Regions from separate parts of the Mus musculus genome. Here all the other regions are linked to region 1. Evidence: chromatin contacts called from public HiChIP or PLAC-seq and promoter capture Hi-C data. All regions are on one chromosome and are shown on one strand. The core of a region is the stretch at or near the end of the contact, and the rest is flanking DNA. Distances in the headings are between cores, read along the strand shown. Region 1 holds the start of Cnppd1 (cyclin Pas1/PHO80 domain containing 1). Region 2 holds the start of Asic4 (acid-sensing (proton-gated) ion channel family member 4). Region 3 holds the start of Inha (inhibin alpha). Region 4 holds the start of Cyp27a1 (cytochrome P450, family 27, subfamily a, polypeptide 1). Region 5 holds the start of Cdk5r2 (cyclin-dependent kinase 5, regulatory subunit 2 (p39)).

Evidence for each region. Promoter capture Hi-C pulls out the DNA fragments that hold promoters and counts their contacts. HiChIP or PLAC-seq counts read pairs in DNA pulled down with a chosen protein or histone mark. Capture Hi-C pulls out chosen DNA fragments and counts their contacts.
Region 2: a contact with region 1 is called in a promoter capture Hi-C map of embryonic stem cells. The contact joins the promoter of Asic4 here to the promoter of Cnppd1 in region 1. A contact is called at or near these places in 13 of 39 promoter capture datasets (the 3T3-L1 cell line, 3T3-L1-derived adipocytes, the C10 cell line and 7 more), 9 of 484 Hi-C or Micro-C datasets (the G1E-ER4 cell line, the HL-1 cell line, cortical neurons and 3 more), 5 of 115 datasets of contacts at active chromatin or transcription factors (embryonic forebrain, embryonic stem cells, neural progenitor cells and 1 more) and 2 of 9 other capture datasets (adipose tissue and liver).
Region 3: a contact with region 1 is called in a promoter capture Hi-C map of adipose tissue. The contact joins the promoter of Inha here to the promoter of Cnppd1 in region 1. A contact is called at or near these places in 3 of 39 promoter capture datasets (the 3T3-L1 cell line, 3T3-L1-derived adipocytes and pre-B cells), 1 of 484 Hi-C or Micro-C datasets (erythroblasts), 3 of 115 datasets of contacts at active chromatin or transcription factors (double positive thymocytes, embryonic stem cells and extraembryonic endoderm stem cells) and 3 of 9 other capture datasets (adipose tissue, liver and pancreatic islet).
Region 4: a promoter capture Hi-C map of adipose tissue shows a contact between it and region 1. The contact joins the promoter of Cyp27a1 here to the promoter of Cnppd1 in region 1. A contact is called at or near these places in 6 of 39 promoter capture datasets (the C10 cell line, embryonic stem cells, hippocampal neurons and 1 more), 2 of 115 datasets of contacts at active chromatin or transcription factors (both in bone marrow-derived macrophages) and 2 of 9 other capture datasets (adipose tissue and liver).
Region 5: a contact with region 1 is called in an HNF4G HiChIP or PLAC-seq map of pancreatic cancer cells. The contact joins the promoter of Cdk5r2 here to the promoter of Cnppd1 in region 1. A contact is called at or near these places in 5 of 39 promoter capture datasets (cranial neural crest, embryonic stem cells, frontonasal cranial neural crest and 2 more), 4 of 115 datasets of contacts at active chromatin or transcription factors (embryonic limb bud, embryonic stem cells, forebrain and 1 more) and 2 of 9 other capture datasets (adipose tissue and pancreatic islet).

What each region holds. Positions count from the first base shown.
Region 1 is chr1:75,141,420-75,144,119 of GRCm38.p6, reverse strand. It overlaps Cnppd1 (cyclin Pas1/PHO80 domain containing 1), which reads left to right and starts at 1,409. Exons shown (of 10, transcript NM_026977.3): 1 at 1,409-1,477; 2 at 1,560-2,062; 3 at 2,617-2,700. The coding sequence starts at 2,636. It overlaps Retreg2 (reticulophagy regulator family member 2), which reads right to left and starts at 1,334. Exons shown (of 9, transcript NM_170755.2): 1 at 992-1,334; 2 at 645-751; 3 at 167-197. The coding sequence starts at 1,257.
Region 2 is chr1:75,449,228-75,451,927 of GRCm38.p6, reverse strand. It overlaps Asic4 (acid-sensing (proton-gated) ion channel family member 4), which reads right to left and starts at 1,418. Exons shown (of 10, transcript NM_183022.3): 1 at 515-1,418. The coding sequence starts at 1,096.
Region 3 is chr1:75,505,743-75,508,442 of GRCm38.p6, reverse strand. Inha (inhibin alpha) reads right to left here and starts at 1,366. Exons shown (of 2, transcript NM_010564.5): 1 at 925-1,366. The coding sequence starts at 1,195. It overlaps Obsl1 (obscurin-like 1), which reads left to right and starts at 1,991. Exons shown (of 20, transcript NM_178884.5): 1 at 1,991-2,700. The coding sequence starts at 2,219.
Region 4 is chr1:74,712,237-74,714,936 of GRCm38.p6, reverse strand. It overlaps Cyp27a1 (cytochrome P450, family 27, subfamily a, polypeptide 1), which reads right to left and starts at 1,402. Exons shown (of 9, transcript NM_024264.5): 1 at 1,046-1,402. The coding sequence starts at 1,306.
Region 5 is chr1:74,853,651-74,856,350 of GRCm38.p6, reverse strand. Cdk5r2 (cyclin-dependent kinase 5, regulatory subunit 2 (p39)) reads right to left here and starts at 1,322. Exons shown (of 1, transcript NM_009872.3): 1 at 1-1,322. The coding sequence starts at 1,253. The coding sequence ends at 144. Gm16582 (predicted gene 16582) reads right to left here. Exons shown (of 4, transcript NR_151618.1): 2 at 1,836-2,008.

The DNA.
Region 1 (2,700 bases), core at 160-2,659:
GTTTGCATACAAAGAAGCCTAGAGCCAGGCATACTTTTGCTTGCTGTAAGTCCCTTCATTACACTGGGCCTATGCCTGCACAAGCCACAGCCCTGCTCCTCTTTGAGCTGAGCACAGCAAGCAGACCACATTTGGGCATCTTCTTTAAAAGGTGGCCTATACTCACCTGTCAGAGTGTGGTTCTTCAGGGGGTGGTGCTATGGAGAAAAGGGTGTGGGGTAAGTTAAGAATACAAGAAGCACTTAGAGACAGATCCAAAGTCAGAAAGAGCTGCCTCTCTTTAACATTCTTGGTCTCAATTTTTCAGTAATCCCTCTGTCTCTCGCTTCCAGGCCTGAACCACTATGTGAAGTCCAGAGCATTCCCTTTACCCACCAACTACAAGGTGTACGATATGCTGTTTCTGAACCCAGCTTTAAATGCTATATAGTTTTGACTACTAAACTCACAAGAACATTAATTTTGGAAAAGAAACAATTCTCATTTCAGGCAATTTTCTTAAAAAAAAAAAAAAAAAAAAAAAAAACGATGGAAGGGCATACAGGATGCCTTAGGAGATAAATGGCCTTCCTGTGCCTCCCCTCAAGTAGCAGGGTGATGCACGGAGCAGGTGCATACAGTGCATGTGGAATGAAGAAACTCACCTGAAACGTCAGGGAGAAAGCGAGGATGCCAGAGATCCAGTAGAAAATAGGTCAAAAGTGAGATGCTGAGCAGGAAGAAGGGCCGGAGGGACGACGAAGACAACAACCTTAGGGAGACAGGCATCTCAGTTGAGGCTCCCAAATCCATCGAAAATCACAGAAAGACCCATGGATGGGGAGATGGCCCTCTAAGCCTCACCCAGTCACTAAGAGACTAAAAAATGGGGCCACCTGGTGCAGGATCACCGCCCCAGACGCTGACAGCCCTCCAAGGGAGGGAGCACCCGGTCCTCCCGCCCCCGCTCTCCCGCGCAGCCCGGCCCCGCCCCCTCCTCCGTGGCCGTTACCAGAAGAGGCCGTTGAGTGTGGCCGCCGTGACCAGGCTGTGCAGCGGCTTCTCCCAAACCAGCAGTCGCTGTGCGGCCGCCAGCACCGCCTCCCAGCCGCGGAGCCGCAGCCACAGGGACGTAGCTAAACGTCCCACTGCCTCGGCTGCGGCCGCCTCCTCCTCCGCGTCGCCAGTGGCCTCACCCATGCCGAGGCTCAGCCCCAGGCCCAGGCCCAGCCCCGAGGTGCCACCCGCGCCGGTGTTACCGCCACCGCTGCTCGCCATCACCGCGCCGCAGCCGCTGCCCGAGCCCGCGAGGAGCCAGGGCTGCGCGGCCGCCGCCGGGGGCGCGTCAGACGGAAGGGGGCGCACGCACGGGCGAGCAAAAAAACCTGCGGTCAAGCGTCACGTGATGAAGCGCGATGCCACGTGACGTGCCCTAACAGCCCGGATGGGACGCCCGCGCGTGCGCGTTGGCCGCTGTCGTGATCCTGCACCCACGAAGGTGTGCTTCCAGGGTGCTGGAGGGGTGATCCGGGGCGGGCGTTGAGGCTGCGAGGCCTGAGGTCTTCTCCCGGTGTTTACAGGGCGGCTGGAGACCTCTTTGTCGCGTGAGGCACTGCCCAGAGGCAGTGAGTGGGCTTTCAGGCCCCCAGGATCTTGACTACAATCTGCTTGGGATCGGGAAGGGCGGTGCCATCCCCATTACTCAACCCTCTTCGCCTCCAGTCCCCTCCCCTCAGCGGATAAACAAACACCAGCGCGTGACTTTAATGACTTCAAAGCAGCTTCACCAACTTCGAAAAGTTGTTTCTTCCTTCTTGGAGCGTCGGCCCTCTCTCTTCCCAAAATCTCTCAGCCGCAAATTGTGTGGAAGGAGTGTTTGGAAATAAAACATCCAGGCGCTGTTTGCTTTGGGGAGACCTGTTTAACATCGTACATTGAGGCTTTATATCTTTTGAGATCATTTAATTGCTGGAGTAACCATACAGAATACAGTATGTATTCGAGTGTTACAGTTTCAAACTTCTAAGGGGCATAAAGATTCAACAGATTCCCTCCCACCTTGTTCACAGTTCTCCCACCTACGGTAAGTTTCTTGTTCATCTTTCCTGGGCATTGCTGATTGAGTGCGTCTTCCCTAAAACCCAGGAAACAACTCGCCGCGTTGCCTTTGTGTTAGGCTCGTTACTATCTGTACCACGACTACAAAGCCTGGTCAGCGCGTTCACCCTTGGTGTGTCGCGGTCCCCTGGGAACCGTATTACAATTGCCCCCGGTGCTCATAGCTCCGGAGACCCGGAGCTCTCAGGTTGGGCAAGGCAGGAGGCACTTCCTGCCGGGCGCGCAGACTCGTCGGTGACACTCACTCCCGCAGCTTATAAACGCCTAGCGAACGCGGCACGGGCTGAGAACACTGCTGGCCCTCGTACCTCCTGGTTCGCCTGGTGAGCGCCGCGCCTGTCGTCGGGCGCCGGGAGGCCCAGTCGCACGCGGAACAGGAAGAGGCGTCCCACGGCCGCCTGCGAGAAGGGAGGAGGCTGCGCGCAGTCGGGCGGTGGCCCTTTCGGGAGAGGTGGGCCAACGGGTGAGCACGGCTCTGGGGTCACTTACGATTCCTTCCCTTTCCCTCCACCTTCGCAGGGTGGCGGCTGACAGTGCGATGGACCTGACTGGGCTCCTGCTGGACGAAGAAGGCGCCTTCTCCCTCACCGGTTTCCAAGACTT
Region 2 (2,700 bases), core at 169-2,668, 310 kb before region 1:
AGCTGGCTGGCCGGGCCAGCTCCCCAGAAGGCAGCCCTTCTCCCCCCGCCCCCCTCCAGTTCTTCCTTAGACAGGGACACCTCTCCCCTCTAGCAACCCTCTCCCTGTCACTTTGATTTGGTGGGAAGAAGAATCCAGTAGCCCCCGAAGAAAAGGAGAACAAGAACAAAGTGGGGCTCAGTCTGTCTGGCCTTGGGATGAAGACCAGCTTCAGGGCCCTGAGTCCATCCCGAGGAATAGCCCTGGCCCCTGAACCTTGAACACTGCAGCAGCAGCAGCAGCAGCAGCAGAAGAGGAGGAGAAGGAGCTGTGCCACGGGGTAAGCCCTTCTGAGCATCCACTGCTCCTGGACTGAGGAGCCAGAGGGAAACACCAGCTGAGGGAGACACGAGGCCCGCCTCTGGTGGCAGAAGGAAGGGAAGCCCTGTTGAGGATACCCTCACGTACTACCCTCCACCCCCCACCTTAGCTTCTGGCCACCCCAGGTTCAGGTGGCCCAGCTGGTAGAACTCACCACAGAGAAGTTGCTGGCGGAGCAGTGGTGCCCACTGAAGTTGCAGCTCTTGAGCATGTCAGCAAGCTGGTGGCCAGTGCGGTTGAGGATGTCTACCATGTCAGGCTCTGGATAGCGAAGGCCAGCTGCACGGTGCCCGTCCCGGTCTTTGGGGGGCAGCCCTGTCAGATTGGCCAGGTGGAAGATATCAGCATCGCTGAGTGCCGAGTGCCGGAAGCGGTTGATGTTGCAGAGGGTGACAGCCGGAAAACCCGCCACTGGGGCTGGGGCAGCAGGGTCCATGGCTACCAGGTGAGGCCGGGTCAGGTAGCCCCTGGCCAGGCTGGCTGCCTGGTACAGAAAGGCAGCCAGTGAGGTGAGTAGGGCCAGTGCCCACAGGGTTCTGCGCAGTCCATGGGGGCCAGGGCCACAGGCCCGGCCCAGCCCATGCAGAGTGCTGGTGCTGGCAAAGGTGGCCAGGTCCCGAGGGGCTGCTGGCCCCTGAGCAGCCCCCAGGAGGCTCTGTTCATCCCCTGCCTCCTTCTCCTTGGGTTTTGCATCCTCCTCAGCAAATTTGATTTTGCACACAATCTCGATCGGCATCTGTCCCCGGCTGCTGGGACTGGCCAGAGCCTCACTGCTACTGTCCCTCCCTGGACAGCAGCCCTGGTGCCCTCCGGAGTGGTGGTGGCGGCAGCGGCTGCTCTTCTAAACTCAGGGCAACCAGGAGGAGGACGGGGACAGGGTGGGGGCCCGAGGTGGGGGCGTCACTCCCACTCCCAGCAGCTCCGCAGCCCCGGCGCTGCCTCTGCCGCTGCTGCCTCTGCTGCCGCTTGTCTCTCTCCTCGATCGTCTCCTTGTGGCTTCCCTTATCAGCACCCGCACAGCTGTCAGCCCCTGCGTGTGTCCCTGCGAGCAAGCGAGTGAGCGAGGGAGCAAGCGCTGCTCCGCCACGCCGCGCAGCCCCAGCCGCTCCGCTCAGCATGTGCTCTGGAGCCCACCCCGTGCTTAATAATTCAGGACATGTCAACAGCGTTTCACCGTCGGGCACTGGCACGGGAGGCAGGAGCCAGGCCAGGGAGGGAAAAGCCCCACCCTACCCCAGCCCAGGATGGAGATTCCAGGATCAGGGGTGCTTCTGAAACTCTCTCGCTGTACCTTAGTCAAGCGTGGGGGCCACGGATAGCCTAGTCTCGGGCCAAACTGGGAATGGTGCTATGCTGACTTCTCAGCCCATTCCTTGCCACTTCTTCTGGACCACACCCCACGAAGGGTCAATCAACCCCACTTCCCAGCTTCCTTGACTCCTGACTCCAGCCTTCCAGGGATCTCACTGCCCCACTCAAAGCAGCTTCCAGCAACTCCTTGTGAGAGCCACTTGTTTGAATGAGGGAGGGAAGGAAGGGGAGGGCAGGCAAGAGAGATGAAGAGACAACTGTGGCTTCACTCAGACTCCCCTCCCCTAGAGCCTTGCTGCTGATTTCAACATCCACCGCATCCCTACCCCTTCCAGGAGGGACCCTGGTTCCCTTTTTCTGACTTTGCCCCATATCCCAGGTTCAGTCATTCTTGTGACTGAAGCAGAGGCCACCCTGCCTGGCTCACTTGTCTGTAGCCACTTTACTAGTCCTTTAGTCTCCAAATCCCTTGCTATGACAAGGCTTGGGGGAGAGGAGGGGAATCTGGATGAGCCAGGCCGGGGAGCTAAGAGCTCAGAGGCAGGGTAGAAGGAAATGAAGCGCCCAGGAGAGCTATTAGAGCCGGTGGGAAGGTGAGTGGGGGCTTCAATGGAAATACTATGCTAAGGAAATCAGTGCCCAGAATGTCCTGTCCTCTGGCAGAGCTAGACAGGGTTGCCTTGCAGGCTGCTATCTTGGAGGGAAATCAGACACATGGGTTACCATCACGAGAGGAAGTGGAAGCCCCTATTGGCTCACCGGGAGGGGGGTACGTTGGCACCTCCCGCTTGGGGGTAGCAAAAATGGTCCACTTGTGGCCCCTGGGGGTGTGTAAAAGTGTGAGTCCTCATGGGGGAGAGGAAGCACTTGTCCTGGGAGGAGAGGGGGGCTGATTAATCGGGGTGCTAATGAGCAGCAGGGAGAGGAAGCTCAGAGGGGAGGGGGAGGCGGCTCCATCGATCCAAGCCGCGGAACCAGCAGCTGAAAAAAAAAAGTGAGAAGGGAATCGATCTGAGGGAAACGGCAGCT
Region 3 (2,700 bases), core at 117-2,616, 360 kb before region 1:
ACTTGTTGTGTCTGCATTAGGACCAGAGTTCAATCCCAGGACCGACATAAAGAACTGGATGCGATCTCACAGGACCGAGGAGACAGACACCCGTCAGGCTAACTAATTAGTGAGGTCCTGGTTCAGTGAGAGACTGACTCAAAAACAATGGTGGAGAGTGACTAAGGAAGATGTTCAGGGTCAACCTCTGACCTCCCCGCATTTCCAGGCATATGCATAAACTAACGAAGACAGAGGAGGAGGAAAAGAGAAAGAATGGAAGGGAAAGGAGAAGAGAGCAGAGGTCAGCCCTTCCCAGGGAAGTGTAGCTGCCATTTCTGGTCCAGTGGACACAGACTATGGGAAATATTATGGGCCAGCTGTAGTCAAGACTGCAATTGGGGCCGTACTAGAACACAGTCCCTCGCGTTACAAATTCTAACAACTGATCCATTCTCAAGACAAGACACTGAGGCGGCTGACAGTCAGCTAGTAAGTGGCAAGACTGGGATTCCACTTGATATGAAATCCATACTTTCGGTACTACTACTACGCTGCCTGGAGATGAAGGCAGGGAAGCGAGGAGACCTCAGAGTGAGCCAGATGGGGCTTGGGGAGAGTAGGGGGCACAAAACGCAGGACAGACCACAGGCAGCAACAGAAGCTGTCTCTACAGAGCCTTAGCTTCCCCTTTTGTATTCCAGGCATGCTAGGCTCACTGGATCAGTCCCGCTTGAGAAGTAGAGGCTACCACCTATCTGATGTTGAGGTAGAGGCTACCACCTGTTTGATGTCGATCAGAGGGGCTTAGGAACTGGCCCCTTGCCGCAAAGCCAGCTGAGTTGTGGGGCTGCCATTCATACCCAGAGCTGCCTGATTCCCAAGCCCATGAAGTAGGTACCGGCTACTCTTCAAAGTTGACCTGCCAATCCCCAACTTCATTACCTGTAGCTGGGAAAAGGATAGCCTGGGAGACATCTTCCTCCTCTGGTTCAGAGGTCCTGTGCATGAAACCCCCAACGGCATGTCTTCGAGGCAGACGCCTTATTCCAGGATCCCCACCTTCCCCATCCATTGCTGGGGGCCCCAAGGCATCTAGGAATAGAGCCTTCACCTTGGCCAGGACGAGCTCCCGGACAAGTTCGGGTCCCTGGCAGCTGTCCACATCCCGTAGGGTCAACAGCAAAAGGAGCAGCAGAGACCGCTGGCTCACCATAGTTCACTTGCCCTGATGACAGGGAACCCACACGCTGCCCTGTGCCCTTTCTGTCTAGGACCTCCCCACTGTCCCCTCCCCATCCCACTGCTGGCCTTCTTCTACCCTTCTCACCCCAGTCTCCCCCAGTCCTTCCCACGCCCCACAGTCCCAGTCGCCCCTGCCCATGGCATTGAGACCTCCTATCTCTGACGCAGATGTCTGTGGCCCTGAGCCTTATCTCCCACTCCCGCCAAGAATGTGGGGGAAGGGGCTGTGATGGGTATTCACCCCAAGTGACCTGACCCATTCAGGCAAGCATACAACCCACTCCTCAAATACACACACACACACACACACACACACACACACACACACACACACACACACATAGAATCTACATCAGGTACCACAGGTGCCTGGGTGCTTAAGGTTGACCAGTCATCAAATCATTTGTCAGAAGGACAGAATGCACCACCCCCCTCAGACTTTCTGGCGCTCTTTTCAATCCTAGCAGCTGCTAGGCCAACGTGGGAGGGTAGACCTAGGGTTGAGGCTCTGGGCCGAGGGCAGGTGGTCCCGCCTGCTCTATACTTAGCCTGGAGGAGCCAGTCTGAGCTCTTGTCCTCCAGCTGTGTCATCAGAGAATATTTTTGGGATTGGCAGCTGCAGGCGACAAAGTCACTCAAGCCCAAGCCAGGCCCGCAGTTGGAGACCTGGAGGCCGGAGGTGGGAGGGAGGGAGGAGAAAGAGGCCCAGGCTGTGGGAGGGGGCTGGAAAGAGAGACTCCCAAGAGCAGGAAGCCCGGCCGCGGGCAGTCTAGGCTGTAGGGCCCCTCGCTGAGCAGGCAAACAGGAAGGACAGCCCCCTGAGCTCTGGGCTCCCGGCCCGGGAATTGCCGCGTAGCAGGGCTGCGGCCAGGGTCCAGGGTAAAGAGGCGAGCGGTCACAGGAGTCCCACCGGTCCCGGCGCCCGCTCCGCCACGCCCTGGTCTCGGCTCCCGGCCTTCCCGCGCGCCCAGGCGAGCCATCTGCAGCGGCCGCAATGAAGGCCGGATCAGGGGATCAGGGGAGCCCCCCGTGTTTCCTACGCTTCCCGCGGCCCGTGCGGGTGGTAAGTGGAGCGGAGGCCGAGCTCAAATGCGTGGTCCTGGGAGAGCCGCCGCCCACTGTCGTGTGGGAGAAAGGCGGGCAGCAGCTGGTGGCCTCCGAGCGCCTAAGCTTTCCGGAGGACGGCGCCGAGCACGGCCTGCTGCTGAGCGGCGCGCTGCCCACCGACGCCGGGGTCTACGTGTGCCGCGCCCGCAACGCGGCCGGAGAGGCCTACGCGGCGGCCGCCGTCACCGTGCTGGAACCCCCGGCCCCCGAGCCGGAGCCCGAGTCCTCCGAGTGTCCGCTGCCAACACCGGGCACCGGGGAGGGCGCCCCGAAGTTCCTGACGGGGCCCCAGTCCCAGTGGGTGCTGCGAGGGGAGGAGGTGGTGCTGACGTGCCAGGTGGGAGGCCTTCCGGAGCCCAAGCTGTACTG
Region 4 (2,700 bases), core at 153-2,652, 430 kb after region 1:
CTCCCTTCCTCCCTCCCCCCTCCCTTCTGTTCTCACTATGTAGCACTGGCTAGCCTATGTAGCATGGGCTAGCCTGTAATTTATACAGATTCTAATGCCTCTCCCTCCTGATTTCTGGGATTAAAGGTAAGTGTTGCGCCACCATGCCAGGCTTCCTGCTTGCTTGCTTGCTTGCTTGCTTGCTTGCTTGCTTGCTTGCTTGCTTGCTTACAATTTGTATTCTTTTTAACTATGCACGTGTGTGTCAGCAGGTATGTGCTCATGAGTGCATGGTCCTGGAAGGGCAGAGACATCAGATTCCCCTGGGTGGTTGTAAACTGACTGACAAGGGTGCTGACTGACTCAGGTCCTCTGGAAAAGAGAGATGTCCTCCTAACCATGGAGCCCTCTCTCCAGTCCCAGGGAATGGTTTGTTTTGCTTTGTTATTTTAAATCATCTCTCAGTACCTCCTGAGTCTGACAGGGATAGCTACACAGACAAACTTTCCTGGCTGCTGGATTTCTCTTTCTCTGTCCCCATCCTCACCCTCCTCTCCGTCTGGCAGGGTGTCGAGGTGCAATTACATCAGAAATTCCTTTGCCTGCTCCCTAATGTGTTTTCTTTCACTCCCTGAGAAGCAATCTTTTTTTGTTTTTTGTTTTTTTCTTCTGTGGACAAATGTGTCCTACAGATTGCAAAGTAGCTTCCAAAGTTAACTCCTTTGGAAGAAGCAGGAGGGGAATGGCATCTCTGAAGTAACAGGGTTCCCCCAACACCGGGCACTGTATACACTAGCATGAGTCATTCTCTCCCAACGCAACCTCTTCCTTTCCCAACTTGTGCCCACCACATTGATGATGATCTCTTGATCGGTGACACCCATCGCCTGTTTTAGCTCAAAGGATTCTCTCTGCACCCTGCATGCCCTTCCAGTTTATGGCTCGAGCCTCAGACAGTGGCGAGCTAAGTTCTATTTACTGTTTATCCCTCTTCTCTCCCATAGCCAGCTTCTTTTTCTGTCCCAGTGCCCAGACCCAGGTGGCGATGCCTCTGTCCGATGGTTACCTGGAGGTCGGGCAAGTGCAGCACATAGCCTTGTAGAAATAGCTGGAATAAAAATTGTAGCGTTCCGGTCCCCGGAAGCTCCGCCGGACTCCGCAGGCGCGGCCGGTCTTGACCTGTTCCTGGACCCTCCGTACTCTCCTGTGCCTGGAGGGCTGCAGGGATCGTGGCCTTGGCTCTGGCCCCTTGTGGGCAGAGGCCACGGCCCACCACACGCGGGTCCAGGAGCGTCCATCTCAGCCTCGTGCGGCTCCACGCAGCCATGGATCGTGCCCGAGAAGCCAAGAGTTTAGATCCAGAGACTATGAGCCCTATCCAGGCAAGGAGGCAGACAGAACTCGGGCTTTGCGACCTGGCGACTTTAAAGGCAGAGGTGGTCCCGGGGCGGGCCAATAGAGGACTAGCCAGATCCTTTCATAACCCCTTCCAATCAGGATCTGTCCTGAACACACAAACGCCGCCTTCTCCAGCTGCAAGACCTCTACTAAGAAGGCAGGCAGAGGTGGACAAGATGAACTAGGGAGCTCTCTGGAGTTAGCAGCCTCCTCATCCACGGACTCTCAAGAACTTCGCTGGCTCTCAGTCGTGAGATGGAGCACAGCAGTCAACTTCCAAGTCCCTCAGGCCCCACCCAGCTAGGCTTGCCTTTGCTTGACCTGCAGAGCGCCATCTCTGGTGTCCCTCACTTTCCAGATGGCCCGGGAACGCGCTGCTGTTCCCCAGAGGCTGAAGCTGATTGTGGACCTGGGACAGCAGTCACGTGAGGCCCAGAGAGGAGGAAAAACAAAACAAATTGCGGTATTAGGGATTTTTTTTTTTTAAGAGTATCATTTCTGCTTTTGAGAACAGATTTGGGGATTTGATTTTGTTTTCTTTTTCCCGTTTTGTTTTGTTTGAAGACGTGTAGGCCAGGCTGGGCTCAATCCTCCACCTTCCTGCCCCAACCTCCAGAGTGCAGGCATTAAGGATTTTGAACCAGTTATGGTTGCGCAAGCCTCTAATTTCAGCATTTGTGAGGCAGAGGCAAGTGAACTCTGTGAGTCCCAGGTCAGCCTGGTCTACATAGCAAGTTCCAGGTCAGCTAGAGGTAGATAATCAAACTCTGTCTCAAAAAACAAAAAACAAAAAACAAAAAACAAAAAAACTAAACTAATAACAACAATTTTTTAAAAAGAGGAAGGGCTGAAGAGATGGCTGCTCTTCCAGAGGGGAAGTTCACAGCCTCCGAAACCCCTCTGTGTGCACCAAGCATGCAAGTGGCACACAGACAATATGCAGGAAACACACCCATACACATACCATAAGTTTTTAAATTTGTATTTTTAAAAAGGACTGCCTACCTACATGGCCTGGCTTCAGACTATTCCAATAAAGCAAAAAGAATAAAATGGGACAGAAAATTTGCCCCAAAGGGGGAAAAATAACCAAGTGTTGTTTCATGAACTGTTTTATGTATATTGGAAGTTTCGTTTTCTTTTGTTGTTGTTGGGTTGTTTGGTTGGTTTGAGACAGGGTTTCTCTGTGTAGCTCCAACTGTCCTGGACCTTGTTCTGTAGACCAGGCTGGAACTCAAGAGACCTGCCTGCTTCTGTCTCTAAGTGCTGGAATTAAAAGTGTGTACCACCGGGCTGGTGAGATGACTCAGTGGGTGAGAGCAC
Region 5 (2,700 bases), core at 73-2,572, 290 kb after region 1:
TCCCCTGTGGGGCAGGGGCGGCTCCTCCTCGGCCCAGCCTGGGCATAGAGCAGCGGTAATAGCGACGGTGGCTTGATGGTCCCGGGGTTTCCGGGTGTGTGTGAGGGGCTGGGGCGGGGGGCGGGCGCGGCCCCTGGGAATCCCTAGCGGTCCAAGTTCATAGTCCAGTGCTTGGCTCCGGTCGCGCAGCTGTCCCTGGCGCTCGAGGAGGAGGTGGTGGACGCGCTGCTTCCGCTCGGTGGACCCCCGGTGCTCGCCGCGGCCTCGCCCTCGTTCTTGAGGTCTTGAAAGACTTGCGTGAAGAAGTGGGGGTCGGCGTTGAGTCGCAGCATCTGCGGGCTGAGCCGCTGGATGAGGCGCAGGCAGCGCTGCCAGAAGCGCTCCTTGTCGGGCTCCACGAGGAACGGCTTGAGCGGGTAGGAGATCTCGTTGCCCATGTAGGAGTAGGCGAGGTAGAGGCAGGTGAGGAAGGCGGCCTGCAGTTCCGCGGCCGACGCCAGCTCGTCCCCACGAAGCGACTCCCGGCACAGCAGGTACACGAACACCAGGTTGGCGGGGGTAATGAAGGCCTGGTCTTGCCAGCCCTGCAGCAGCAGCGAGCGGTCCACGCCGCGGAACCAGCCCACCAGCTCGCCGGGGCTCAGCTCCTTGAGGCGGTAGCAGCGTCGGCACACGAAGTCGCCGAGGCAGCGGAGCAGCTCGCCGGTAGACGCCTGCACGATGACCCGCCGCGGCGAGCCTCCGGGCGCCGGCGGTGCCGCCTGCGGGGCTGGGGGTGGCGGCGGCGGCGGCTTTCCCCCGCCTGAGCCTGGTGGAGGGGCGGCTGCGCTGCCCCCCGACGGGGGCTCGCAGGTGGCAGCGGTCGTGGGCACCGTGGGCACCGGCACGGCCAGGGGCTTGGCTGTTCCGCCACCGTCGGGGCCGTCGCGGCCCTTGCGGAGAAGGTTCTCGCGGTTGCGTTGCTGGACCAGAGGGTCGGGACCGGTGGACGCTGGCTTGGGCGTCACCTTTTTGCTGCCTTTCTTCTTCTTGGCCGAGGCTGCCACTAGGCGCTTCCAGGTGAGCGCCGAGATGAGCACGGACGGCCGTTTGAGCCGGCTCTCGCCTTTGCCGCCCTTGCCGGCCGGCGGCGCGCCGTAGCCCCCCAGCGCCTCGTCCCCCGCGGGCGGCGCCTTCTTTTTCTCCTCCGGCAGCCCTCCCGGCCTCCGGCCCTTGGCCGAGGAAGCAGGGGAAAGCGACAGCACCGTGCCCATCCTGCAGAGCGGGGCCGGCGCCCGGGCCCCAGCGGGAACCGCGGGCGGCGCCGCTGCTGCTGCAGCCCCGGGGGACCCGGCGGTGGGGGGCCTAGCCCCGGCCCGGGCGCGCGGACGGGCGGGGGATGGAGCCGCTCTGCTGCGCCGCGGCGGCTGCTCTGAGCCGAAGCTGCGCCAGCTGCAGCGTCAGCCCCACCCCTTGGGCCCCTTCTTTCGCCACGCCGCGCCCCGCCTCACGCAGCCAATCCTGACTCTAGTTTTCTTTGATCGGCAGCTCCTCTAACCAATAGGATGTTGCATACTAATCTACTGTACCGCCTTACCCACCGCCTGGAGTCTTCAGTCCCTTACCTTTTCCCAAAGGGGGAAAAGGGGGGAAAGGAGGAAAAGGAGAGAGGGGGTGTGTGTGATTCTGAGGTCTCTTTTTCTGGCTGAGCAGGGGGTTGAAGTGAGGTGAAAATGGTCCTTCCCATCTCTTCCTCCAGATCCCAAGACCATGGGTCTGAATGTTTTGATACACTGTGATACACTGGGTCCAAGCCGCAGTATAGAAGCCATGGGAACAGCCTATCATTCGCTCACCTTTGAGTTTGTTTAGTGGGCAATATGGCAGCTTGCCCTCATCGAGACACCCCAGTTGCACCTTCCGGCTTCGCCCATCTGGATGTCCGCTTGCTATCCTCTTCATCGCCCCCCCCCCCTTGGGGACGGGGGTAGGGTGGGGTGGAGGAGACTGCTGCAGGCTCATTCCTGATCTGTAAGAGAATGCTAGTGTGTGAGACTCTGAGCAACCGAGCAAATGCACCCTTTCTCCTTGGCAGAGGGAAGGATGTGTGTCTTTGCTTCACGGAGCAGGAACAGGGGGAAGTCTAAAGACAACCTAATGAGTCTGTACTTGATTCCCTGCTTCTGACTCTGACCCCTGGACAGCTCATTTTTGATTGGTTGTCCCAACAACACATTCATCTCACCCTTGCATGCGTGATGGATGGTTGGACTCCAGGGAACTCTGGAAATTGGTTTAGTTGAAGGCCCCAGTCTGGGGTCTACTGTGTGGAAATCGGTTGGCTCAACTTCCAGTCAAGATCCGGGGTCCTAGTTGAGATGGATTTTAACCAGTAGACAGCTTCCTTGTGCTCAGACTCTAGCTGTTCCCACTCCAGCTGCCAGCTATTATACTGGGAGCTGCCGGTTTCTCTGGACCCCTCCATTCCTGCTACGGACCACATAGGCCTTGATCCCAGACTTTGAGCCTTATCGGCAGGTTGTGAGAACCGCTTGTCCTGGGCCACTTCAGTGTGTCTTGTAGGACCCTCCAGTCTGCTGTCTGTGGCTTCCCTTCCAGGAGTCTTAGTGAACCTTAGGCATTGGTGTGGGGGTTTGGTTTGGTGGGCAGAGAGGTAACTATCCATTCTGTAACAATTCTTAGAATTGTTCTTGGATCTCA